Regions from separate parts of the Sus scrofa genome. Here region 2 is linked to region 1. The links are chromatin contacts, called in public HiChIP or PLAC-seq maps. All regions are on one chromosome and are shown on one strand. The core of a region is the stretch at or near the end of the contact, and the rest is flanking DNA. Distances in the headings are between cores, read along the strand shown. Region 1 holds the start of ZCCHC7 (zinc finger CCHC domain-containing protein 7). Region 2 holds the start of GRHPR (glyoxylate reductase/hydroxypyruvate reductase).

The links. HiChIP or PLAC-seq counts read pairs in DNA pulled down with a chosen protein or histone mark.
Region 2: an H3K27ac HiChIP or PLAC-seq map of alveolar macrophages shows a contact between it and region 1. The contact joins the promoter of GRHPR here to the promoter of ZCCHC7 in region 1. A contact is called at or near these places in 1 of 5 promoter capture datasets (fetal skeletal muscle), 1 of 47 Hi-C or Micro-C datasets (skeletal muscle) and 1 of 2 datasets of contacts at active chromatin or transcription factors (alveolar macrophages).

Annotation. Positions count from the first base shown.
Region 1 is chr1:237,817,907-237,823,597 of Sscrofa11.1, reverse strand. It overlaps ZCCHC7 (zinc finger CCHC domain-containing protein 7), which reads right to left and starts at 2,923. Exons shown (of 10, transcript XM_021066106.1): 1 at 2,769-2,923.
Region 2 is chr1:238,137,679-238,143,369 of Sscrofa11.1, reverse strand. GRHPR (glyoxylate reductase/hydroxypyruvate reductase) reads right to left here and starts at 3,606. Exons shown (of 9, transcript XM_021066121.1): 1 at 3,450-3,606; 2 at 1,391-1,521; 3 at 942-1,014. The coding sequence starts at 3,532.

The DNA of each region.
Region 1 (5,691 bases), core at 1,674-4,173:
TCTAAAAGAAGTCAAAGGAATTATGCTTCCTTCAAAATCCTCAGTGGATCCATCCTGAGGATCCAGTGTGGACTTAAGATAAAACATAATTCCGGTGCAGCAGAGAAAAAATTAAAGAGCTAAATTACAGAGTTACAAATTTGTACTACTCTTGGAGCCATCCCAAAGGAAAGGGATTAAGAATAGAGCCATAGGCGCACCTGTGAATGTATGCCAAAAATAAACTACAGAAATAAAATAAAAACAGACTTCCTTGGGTCTAAGGGTTTATCTCTTTCCCTGAAATGTAGAAAAATGAATTTAACAATTTAGCCCCTATGGCCTTTAAGAGGATTTTGTACCTTCTGTACTTGAAAATTGTGCTCAGCATAACTTGCTCTTCTATTTATTTGGCTTATGTATGCCAGAGTTAAGGCTTGCCTGAGGCTGTTCTGGTTTGTGTTACTACTTTAATTGCATTCAAACGCATTTAATTTACTTTTTTTAATGTATACTCAGAGGACAAATATGAAAATACATATATGTATATAACTCTGTCTTGATTCAGAAGGACTTCTCAGCTTTTTGATCATTGTACACAATTATCAAGCATACTTAACTAGTTAACATAAAGTCTCTATGAGAGTCTCAAAATTTTAAATCCGGAAGAGACCTTTCCGATCATCACCTACAGTCTTCTCAACTTACATAGAAGGAAACTGAGCTCTAAAAAAGATAGGGAGGCTTATCCAAAGTTGTAGTCAGCTAAAACTGACTCACATTTCCCTGACTCTCAGCCAAGTGTTCACTAAGATTAAAAAAAAAAAAAAAAAAAAAAAAAAAAAAAAAAAAATCAACAATTTCAAATAAAGATTTAAAAGAAAACCTTCCTTCAAAGCTATATTTGCACTGGTTCTAAGACGTAAATTAACCTCACAATATCCATTTTACTTGCCTGTGGAGTTTAAAAACTATGAAAGAATTTTAACTGGAAAGAAAAGCATACATTTGAATTTGTCAGTTTACCATCCAGGAGCCTCCCAAGTTGGTACTCAAAGACTATGGCAATGCCATGACCAAAAAAAGATGGCCCTTATCTAAGAACTTAAAATATCAATCTGGGAAAAAAAACTTCTCTAAGGAATTAAAATGGTTTAACAAATATGAAACAGCTATAAAGAATAACTGTAAAGGCTCTCACCATGCAAAGTGAGAACACTATTCATTCACTCAACTTTTTTAATCCAGACAATTTAAGATTTATTTAAGCTCTCAGATTTTACTATACAATCTTTAAAGCCAGTATTTCTGCTCACAGTCTACCAACTGATCATTCCAGACCTTTCGCTTTTATTTCTCTTGAAAGAAGTTTAAGCTTAAATGTTTCCTTTTGATGAGATAGTTATCCATCTCAAAGTGATTTAAATCAAACTCACAGCTTGATTTTCAGTCCAGTTTTCATTAGAACATGATTAAAAGACTAAGTTTTATTTCAACTTAAAATTTCTGATTCACTCTTAGTGAGCTATTCTGACAGTGAGATCTGAAACACTACTGACTTGTGTTAAAACTTCTGTCCACTCTTCAAATATGACTTTCGCTTTGAGGTAAATCTAATGGGATAGAGAATCCAAATGTGACAAACAATAGGCACACACTCACACAAACACAGTCAGACAGATACAAGATTTTTGTGGGAGAAAATAATGCTAAATTTATTCAGAAAAAATCCAGCTGTTTCTGACATAAAGTCTTCATAGGATAACTAATCCTATCTCAAAACACTTACTTCATCTTTTCCACAGGCCCCTTTTCCTTTTGCTGCAGTCTCTTACCCTTGGAGCTATTTTACAATCCTCATTTCCACTTCTTCCTTAGTTCATTCCCCACCCCCAGATTCTCCTGAAAACGATAGTGCACTGCGCTCAAAATCACAAAACTGAAAATATACACACAAGCTAAATATTCAAAACACAGAGTCAATAGTTTTGGAATGGACCTCGAAGTCATTCAATTGAACGCTCTCATTTTATACAGACAGAAACGGGATCTAAGAAGCTTATTTATTCAAAGAGCCTAAAAGATCTCCTAATTCAACCCTGCAACCTGAAAAAAAGGTAAATTCAACCTCAAGAGAAGACTTCTAGAGTCATCAGCGCGAGTCGGTAGTGGAGTCGCGGCTGTAACTCGGCCTGCTCTCACTCAGCCAGTTTCCCTACTACACATACCCGCAGCTGTTAGAGCTGAAGTTAACTGCTGGTTCCCTGGATGTAAGGGATAAAAGGAATCAAGGAACAAGTCTCCTTGTTTTACATGGGGGAAGAGGGCCATCTGCCCAAATTTTTCTGGCCCCCAGAGCTGCTGCTTCTGACAGCTGAGGCTGGAGTTGGCCCAGGACTGTTGGATCCTCAAGGGCCGAGCTCCCTTCGGGTTTAAATGACTGACCGGCTTCCCTAAAAGACAGGGGACTCTCAGAGGGTAGTGGGGGTAAAGCAGGCAGTAACACCATCCCCATCGAGGCCATGGGCGCCCAAGCTCTTTCTGAACCACAGTCTCAGGCCTTGAAGGGAGGAGAAGCAGACACCTCAGCCAGTCAGCTGAGTCGCGTGGGACAGAGCTCGACTGAGAGGCCACGAGCGGAGCCGGGTACCGCCACAAGTAAGGGACAGGCGGGAGACGCGGAGGCCAGCGAGGGGACACGCGCTAGTTCCACGGCCCTGCGGGCGAGGCGGAGGGCAGGCAGGGGTCCCCGGCCCGTGGACGGCTCGGGGTCCGTCACACATACTCACTGCCGCGGCTGCGACCAGGAAGCACCAACCAGGAACCAAAACGCGTAAAGGGACGGGGAGGGGCGAGGACAGATGAGGTAAGGAAACCGCGTCCGCGCCGACCCGGGAGGAGGGAAGGCACTTCCGGGGACAACACTTCTCCCAGGAGTTGTCTTCCGTCCCCGCCCACCCTGCGGGCCTTCTTGCGCATGCGTAACAACTATAAACTCCCCCTTCCCTTCCCAGCTGAGAGTCTTTTCGGTTTGCCTTTCTTGCTCTGCTCCTTCCCCGCCACGACTTCTTTCAGAAGTGTCTAGGCTGCACCTGTAATAGGGAAACACCTTGTTTGAATGACTTGCACGGAAAAAATGCTGCTTACCGAGCCAAACCGGAGAAAGCTAGCGCCTTTTTGTGCCCGCGAGAAAAACTACGTCTCCCATGATGCTCCGGGGCGGGGTTTAGCTTGGGCTCCGCCTCCTCCCTGACCTGGGGGAGGAGGAGACACCTTCCTTATGCCACGTGGCACGGGAGCCACGAGACCCAGGTAAGGGCTAAGGGGCAGGTGCAGCTGGCGGCATGGCTGGAGGACGTAGAGAACCTCAGCAAGGGAGAAGCCTCTTTGAGAAAGGTTGCCTTCTAGATACTTCTTTCTTGAGCTAGGTGACCTTATGCAGGTCACTTACATCTCAAGGTTGAAGTTGAACCTAGTTTACGCTGGGGCGCTTCCGCCTCTTATTTTTCCTAGAATACAAGGCAACAGATTTAAGTCTTTGTGCACCTTGAAAAGCTGCACTCATGCTAAACACTGAAGTCGATACTGGTCCCTTGGAAACCTCTAGAGGATTGTGCTGGGAGCCTCTGGCTTGGTTTCTCTTCTCACACCATATTTTAATAACTGTACAACTTTACAAATAAGGAAATATTTTATTAATTCGTGGGCCCTTGGCAACAGTCTTGAGTTTTAAGATGGGGGCAGGGGAGATTGGCCACACCCATGGGATGCAAAAGTTCCCAGCCAGGTATCAAACCCTAGCCACAGCCATGATAATGCTGGATCCTTAACTACAAGCCCACCAGAGAACTCTGACAATAGTCTTGAAAGATAAGCTTGACATTGATTTTTTGTGTGTGTGGCAGCACCTGTGGCACATGGAAGGTCCCAGGTCAGCAATCCAATCCGAGCCACAGCTGCAGCAGTGCACAAATTCATAACCCAGTGCACCAGGCCTGGGGTCAAACCCTAGCCTCACCAAAAACCCTAGCCACCTCAGAGACAAGGCTAGATCCTTAACACTATGCACCACATCAGGAACTCTAACGACTTTTTTTTTTTTTTTTTTTTTTTTTTGTCTTTTTGCTTTTTCTTGAGCTGCTCCCACTGCATATGGAGGTTCCCAGGCTAGGGTTTCAAACGGAGCCGCAGCCACCAGCCTATGCCAGAGCCACAGCAACGAGCCGAGTCTGCAACCCACACCACAGCTCACGGCAACGCTGGATCCTTAACCCACTGAGCAAGGCCAGGGAACGAACCCACAACCTCATGGTTCCTAGTCAGATTCGTTAACCACTGCGCTACAACGGGAACCCCTCTAATGATTATTTTTGCCAACACTTATTGAACGTCTGTTAAGAGCTAGGCAGTCCTATCAGTTTGTGGATGTAGTGGTAAATTTTTAAAGTCTCTGGTCTCATAGATCTAGAGTCTACCTGGAAAAGCAGAATGCAGGTGATTTGCATATAGTTTAATAAGAGTTTGACTGGGAAATTAGAAATTTTAGTTAACATAGTAAGTGCTAGGAAGGAAGACAGGGTACAGTGAAATGGTAAAATTGGAGGACCAATGGTAAAATTTTGCAGAGGAAGAAACAGGCTAAGAAATGAGCCACAGAAATTACTAGATGGTTAGGTTATATGTATTATGTACAACAAATGTTACCTTTAAAATATATATTACGTGGGAGTTCCCATTGTGGCTCAGTGGAAACAAACCCCACTAGTATCCATGAGGACATAGATTTGATCCCTGGCCTCACTCAGTGGGTTAAGGATCTGCCGTTGCCATGAGCTGTGATATAGGTCACAAACAAGGCTCTGATCCTGAGTTGCTGTGGGTGTGGTGTAGGCCAGCAGCTGTAGCTCTCTTTCGAACCCTAGCCTGGGAACTTCCATATGTTGTGGGTACAGCACTAAAAAGACCAAAAAAAAAAAAAAATTTAAAAAATAGTATATTGTGGAGTTCCTTGTGGTGCAGTGGGTTAAGGATTCAGCATTGTCACTGCAGCAGCTCAGGTAGCTGCTGTGATGTGGGTTTGATCCCTGGCCCGGGAATTTCCACATGCTGTGGGCTCAGCCAAACAACAACAACAATAATAATATATTGAGCTTTTATCAAATGCCAAGCTTACTCCTGTAAGTGTACTATATGTAAACTTAAATTTTAACAAAACTTTGAGGTTGAGAATTTTTAAAAAGGGAAGTAGATTCAGAGGTTAAGTAGCTCGCCTAAGGCCACACGTGTAAGAAATTCTAATTCTGTGCCCAGCCCTCCCACTATTACTCCTACATTCAACGAAGATTTACTAGTTCCTGTGCTTAAATGCTTTGGTCACCTCCAACAGATTATGTCATAAAACCAAGAGTCCTTTGGATGGCATAAGGAACACTTCATAAGCTGACATCTGCCTACCTGTTCATCACCATGCTGAATGCTGAGCAGTTGCCCCAACACACTATGCTCTATCATATCTGTGCCTTTACAGAGGGCATTCCTGTTGCTGGTAAAGTTCTCCCTGTCCTTCACCCTACCCTGCTCAAGCCCAGGTCATCAGCGAAACCTTCCAACTCAGCCAGACAGAAAAAGCGTTCTTTCCCCTGAGCTCCCCTACAATTTGGACAAACTTCCATCAAGGCAATTACATTGTGTTTGACTCAGCTGGATTGTGAA
Region 2 (5,691 bases), core at 2,357-4,856, 320 kb before region 1:
GGAAGCAACCTAAATGTCCATCAGCAGAGGAATGGGTAAAGAAGATGTGGTATATATACACAATGGAATATTATGCAGCCATAAAAAGGAATGAAATAATGGCATTTGCAGCAACATGGATGGACCTAGAAATTATCATGTTAAGTTACGCAGTGAGGCACAAATGTCACAGGCTATCACTTATATGTAGAATCTAAAAAACAGATACAATGAACTTCTTTGCAGAATAGAAACGGACTCACAGACTTCGAAAAACTTATGGTTACCAAAGGAGACAGGTTTGGGACAGTGGGGGGATGCACTGAGGGTTTTGGATGGAAATGTTGTAAAACTGGGTTGTGATGATGGTTGCACAACTATAAATATAATAAAATTCATTGAGCTTAAAAAGAAAAAAAAAAGAATCTGAATGCAGTGGCTCGGGTTGCTGCAGAGGAGCAGGTTTGATCCCTGGCCAGGCACAGTAGGTTAAAGAATTCGGCATAGGTTGCAGCTGCAGCTCAGATTCAATCCCTGGCCTGGGAACCGTGGGACCATGGGTGTGGCCTTTAAAAAAGGTGGGAAGGAAGGAAAAAAAAAAAAAAAAAAAAAGATGGAAGATCAGAGACCAAAGTCCAAAGACTTAACCTTTCTGAATTTCCTCATATAAAGAGGGAAATAATAATACCTTTTCTATTTGAAGGGGTTGTGGTGGGCCTCAAAAAAAGAGAATGTGAACATGAAAGGCTTCTACCTGCACAGTGCTACCCACTTTTTCTGACCACTCAGACTCATCTTAACTGACCTACCCACACATGGGCAGATTTTATCATCAGCCACCACACATTTTCACTAAATGGTCGAGGGATATGAAGTAAAAACAAATACTCAGCTCCTCTTTCTCCCACTCTGGTAGTTACCCCTCACCCCAGGCCTCCTTCCAGAGCCCCAACTGCATTTACCGCTTCTTGATTTCATCCAAAGCCAAGTGGTCGACACCCACAGACATTGTGCTGATGACTTTGAGATTGGCTCCTGTTGTGCAGAAAAGGCATTGGTTATATCTTGCCTCAAGGGATTCAAAGCCCTCCCGCATGCTACAGACAGATCCAGAAAAGGCAGGGCCCTGCCCGAAGTCATAAAGCAAGGCTGTGCAGAGCTGGACAGGGGCCCAGGTCTACACCATGGGCTTTGCCCTCCTAAGGCTTCCCTCCAGGGACTCACAGCCAGAAGAGGGGGGCAATGTGTATGCCAGGCGAACTGCAGGCATGGGCCCAGGACTGCAGTGAACAACCTCAGAGCTCGGAGTGGTCACAGAAGACCTGCTTGGGACCCAGCAGCAGCAGGCTGATGTGCCTGACAAGGCCAAGACATCCTTGGAATCCTCCCCAGGCCTGCCCGGCGCACACACCTGCAGTGTCCAGGAGCTTCTTGTCTATGCGGTCAGAGAGGAGGCAGAGCAGGCCATGCGCCCCGGCCACGCCCCGTTCCAGGTCCTCACTGGGGATGGGCTCATCGGAATCCCACTGCTCCACCTCACAGCTAAAGGCAAAGGAAAGCCCACTCAGAAGTGGGGAAGCCCCAAGTGCCCTCAGGCCCCCAAAGCGCCCCGGCCATGTTTGCAGACCCTTCTCAGAGTGGCAAGGAAACACTGCCTCCTGCTAGCTCTGGCCTCAAGCTGCCTGGGGCGGGGTGAGGGGAGTCAAAGTCAGGGAAGCCTCAGAACTGTCCTGAGAGGGTGGCTGAAGGGTGACGAGCGGTCACAGGGCACAGCTTGCTGACAAGGGCCTAGATTGAAAAGACAGTCATAGAGACAGCTCTCAGCTCGACGCAACGCAAGGAAGAGCTTTCTCCATCCCCATGGGAGGCTCACAGATAGTGAGCACCCAGGCCTTGGGCAGCCTGTTGTTGGGAAGACCAGTGGCGGTGGTGGTGGGGGGTGTAACTGCATCATATGGGGCTTGGATTCCCTGTCCAGTCGAATGTCCTGTCCTATGAGTTCATGAAACTTGGACTTTGTACTTGGATAAGATCAAAGCAATTCAATACAGCGGAGTTTCAGGGAGAGCTTCCATGGTGGCTGGTGGGCACTGGGCATATTTCCCGGCAGTGCTGCCCAGCCTCCTGGCCCTTGACATTTAATTCACTGCAGCCAACACATATGAAGCATCTCTATGTGCAAGACAAAGCCACTGGCACTTCCCAGAAAGCCCTGCTGCAGCACCTCCATGCCTAAGCCCCAGACACAGGCCTCCTTTCACCCTCTTTTTCCACAGTGGCACAGCGGTATCGCTGCCCTTAGCGCCATTGTTATTCTTGCCCTCTCCTCATCCTCCTCAATGCTTGGCACATGGCAAATCCACAGCAAAGGTTTTATTGTATTGAATGAAGTAAACAAATCTCATTTTCCCCTAGCGCTGGTTTCTGAGGCTAGGTTCCACCTTCTCCCTGCTTGACACAGGCAGGGCAAACCTTTCTAATGTAGAAAGAGCTGAGTTCAGGAGTCTCCTTCGTGGCACAGTGGAAATGAATCCGACTAGTATCCATGAGGATGCAGGTTCGATCCCTGGCCTCGCTCAGTGGGTCAGGGATCCGGCATTGCTGTGAGCTGTGGTGTAGGTCACAGACATGGCTCGGATCCGGCGTTCCCGTGGCAGTGGTGTGGGCCAGCAGCTGTAGCTCTGATTCAACCTCTAGCCTGGGAACCTCCATATGCCAAAGGTGCGGCCCTAAAAAGCAACAAGAAAAAGCTGCGTTCAAATCCCAGCTGTGCCTCGTACAGAGCTGTGTGACTCTGGACAAGGTGCTTCATCTCTTCCAGTTTTCACATCTGTAAGATGAGCATTACAGCACTGACTTCACAGTGTTGAAGGATTAAGAGTTTACGTACCTGAAGCACCCAGTGAGGCTCCCATGCCTGGCTCAATGTAAAACATACCACCACAGGCCCCCTGACAGCCGTTCAAAGGTACCAGGCCAGGGACTGCCAAGGTCCCTGATAGGGCCAAATGAGCTCGGAGAGTAAAGGATTAACAAACAGCCTGGACCTTCCTCTCCCCAGGCCCACGACTGGGAAGGGATCCAACCCTGTCCCCCACCCCCACTGCAAGCGCCAGGGGAACTGCAGGTCTCAGAGTCACTGCAAAGGCCTAGGTAAAGCTTCCCCAAACTCCAACCTGTTCCAGCTGGGCACAGGTTGCAAAGTCTGGCCACGGCCCAAGTGCAGGGTCCCGGGTGCTCTCTGACCTCAAGGACCGTCCAGTCCACCCCACCAAAAATAACCCGGGCCTCGGGAGGCGCGGGAGACGCTGAGTCACCCCGCGTGCCGAGCGCCCAAAGTCCCAGAGCAGTGCCCCGGGTCCCAGAACAGTTCCCCTGGGCTCCGCAGCCCCTTCCCACCACCCGCAGGCCGCGCGCCCGGCAGGAGAGGACTCGGCGCGCGGTGCGGGGCAGGGACGCCAGCCTCTTACTCTGCGGCGCGGGCGAGCGTAGCGCTGCCCTCCGGGGGGATCCTGCGCGTGACAAACACCTTCATGAGTCTCACTCGCCTCATGCACCCAGGAGCCGCCGGATTCTGGGCCCAGATCCCGCGGACCGGAAGCGGGGCGGGAGGGGGCGGGGCCTCGGGGGGGCGGGGCCGGGCCTGGAGCGGGCGGGGGCACGTGGGGGCGTGTGGGATTGTTGTGCTGCAGACTGGGAGTGGACGTGGCAATGTGTCTAAGTGTGGGGTAAACAGGGTTCCGAGTGTGCGCCTTGTGTGTGTGTGTGTGTGTGTGTGTGTGTGTGTGTGTGATCAAGACTTCCTGAAACCTAGACTGGTTCTGGGGCTCGTCCCAGGCTCAGGCCCTTGGCTCCAGGACCTACCTCTGAGTACCCACTGCCCCAGAGGTTTAGGACTTGCGGGCCATGGATTGGGGGTTGGTATCGGCAAAGGGGCATCCGGGGGAGAGTCTTGTGTGAACGTGTGTGGATGCCGTAAAGGTGCCTACAGCTGTCAGAGTCTGCCACCTGAGGGGGAGGCAGTCAGGGACCACCCCCATTCCCAGGGCGTCAGTGCCTTGACCATCTTCTCTGTTCCACCATGGTCACACTGTTCTAGGCAGGGGTCTTTGGACACGCAGACTAGGCTCTGAGTTCGGCCTACTGTGCACACACAGGAGCCTGGCCCAGGGCCATCTGAATCCCCGAAAGACCTCTTTAACACTTGGTGCAGTTCCCTACAAGAAGCTAGCAGTTGTGCAAGCAACGTTTGCATGGGTCCTGGGTCATGTTAGGTATTCAGCAAGCACTGAGCCCTGCCACCCACTAAGGACAAGTGGTTAAATTTGTGCATGCCTCAGCTTCCTCATCATAAAATGGGGATAATAGTAGGTACCTAACACTTGGCTTGTTGAGAGGATGACAATGTGTAGTGCTTACAACAGCAGGTGTGCTGGGCTGCACCCCACGGGCCTGCAAGCCTTGTAGTTGTCCAGCCCTGAAACCAAAGAAAGAGCCTAGAGACAGAGACATCAATGGTTTATTAGACAGGGGATCTGGAGCAACGCCCCATCAAGCAGACAGCAGGCAGGACATGGCAGCAATTTTTGCTGCTTAAGGGAGAAGGAGGCAACCATTTACAGGGGGCCTGACATCAGGTGGGCTCATCAGTTACCAGGGGCTAATTAAGCCCTATAATTAAGAGGATTGGATAGTCATGTAAGTGAAGCAGGAACTGGTTGAGCAGGGGCCACACAGAGAGCAAGAGAACAGCCACCCTGGAGTTCCAGTTGTGGTGCAGCATAAACAAATCCGACCAGGAAACATGAGGTTGCGGGTTCAATCCCTGGCCTCACTCAGTGGGTTAAGGATCCGGCGTTGCTGTGAGCTGTGGGGTAGGTTGCAGACACGGCTCAGATCCTGTGTTGCCGTGGCTGTGGTGTAGGCTGGCAGCTGTAGCTCTGATTGGACACCTAGCCTGGGAACCTCCATATGCCACAGGTGCAGCGCTAAAAAGAAAAAGAAAAAAAGAAAAAAAATGAGAGAGAGAACAGCTATCTTGAATGGCCTAACCACACAAGGTAACACAGGTCATGGGTGTTTGATAAATAGTAACACACTCAAAAAAAAAAAAAATAGTAACACATTCAAGGAAAACCCACACCTGGGGATAGCAGTTGGTCAGAGATGCAGATGCTGAAGCAAGATCAGGACACGTGGGAGGGCCCCAGGCCTCCCTCAGCTGTGCTGGCTCCATCTCTGCCAGAGGCTGTTCAGGTACTTGCTCCAAGGCTTGGGAGCACCTAGAAGAAAAAGCCCTAGCGGGTGGTCTCTTCTCTGTGGCTTTTATCTGAATCCATTCTGCTCCCTCGAGGCCCAGATAGAAAAGAGAGACAGGCATAGAGAGGTGACATCTCCAGCTTGGGGCCATACAGCAAGTCGCTGGAGGGGCCAGAAGTGGCCTCTTGGGCTACCTGGATCCCTGGCCAGGGCTCCACCCTGCCATCTCCCTCCTGTGAGTAAAGCATTAATAAATGTCTTACCCACAGCTCTCTGCCCTACTAGGCCACCCCAGGGACAGTTTCTGAAATACCTCAAACATTGACACAACAAGGTGTTTTTCTGTCCCCAGAGCAGAGCTTCTGGGGACAGCACAGCCCTATGGCTCCATCCTCTGTTAATCAGTGGTGACACTTTGCCCCAGCTCCTCCCCCACACCAGGACAGGCCAGGA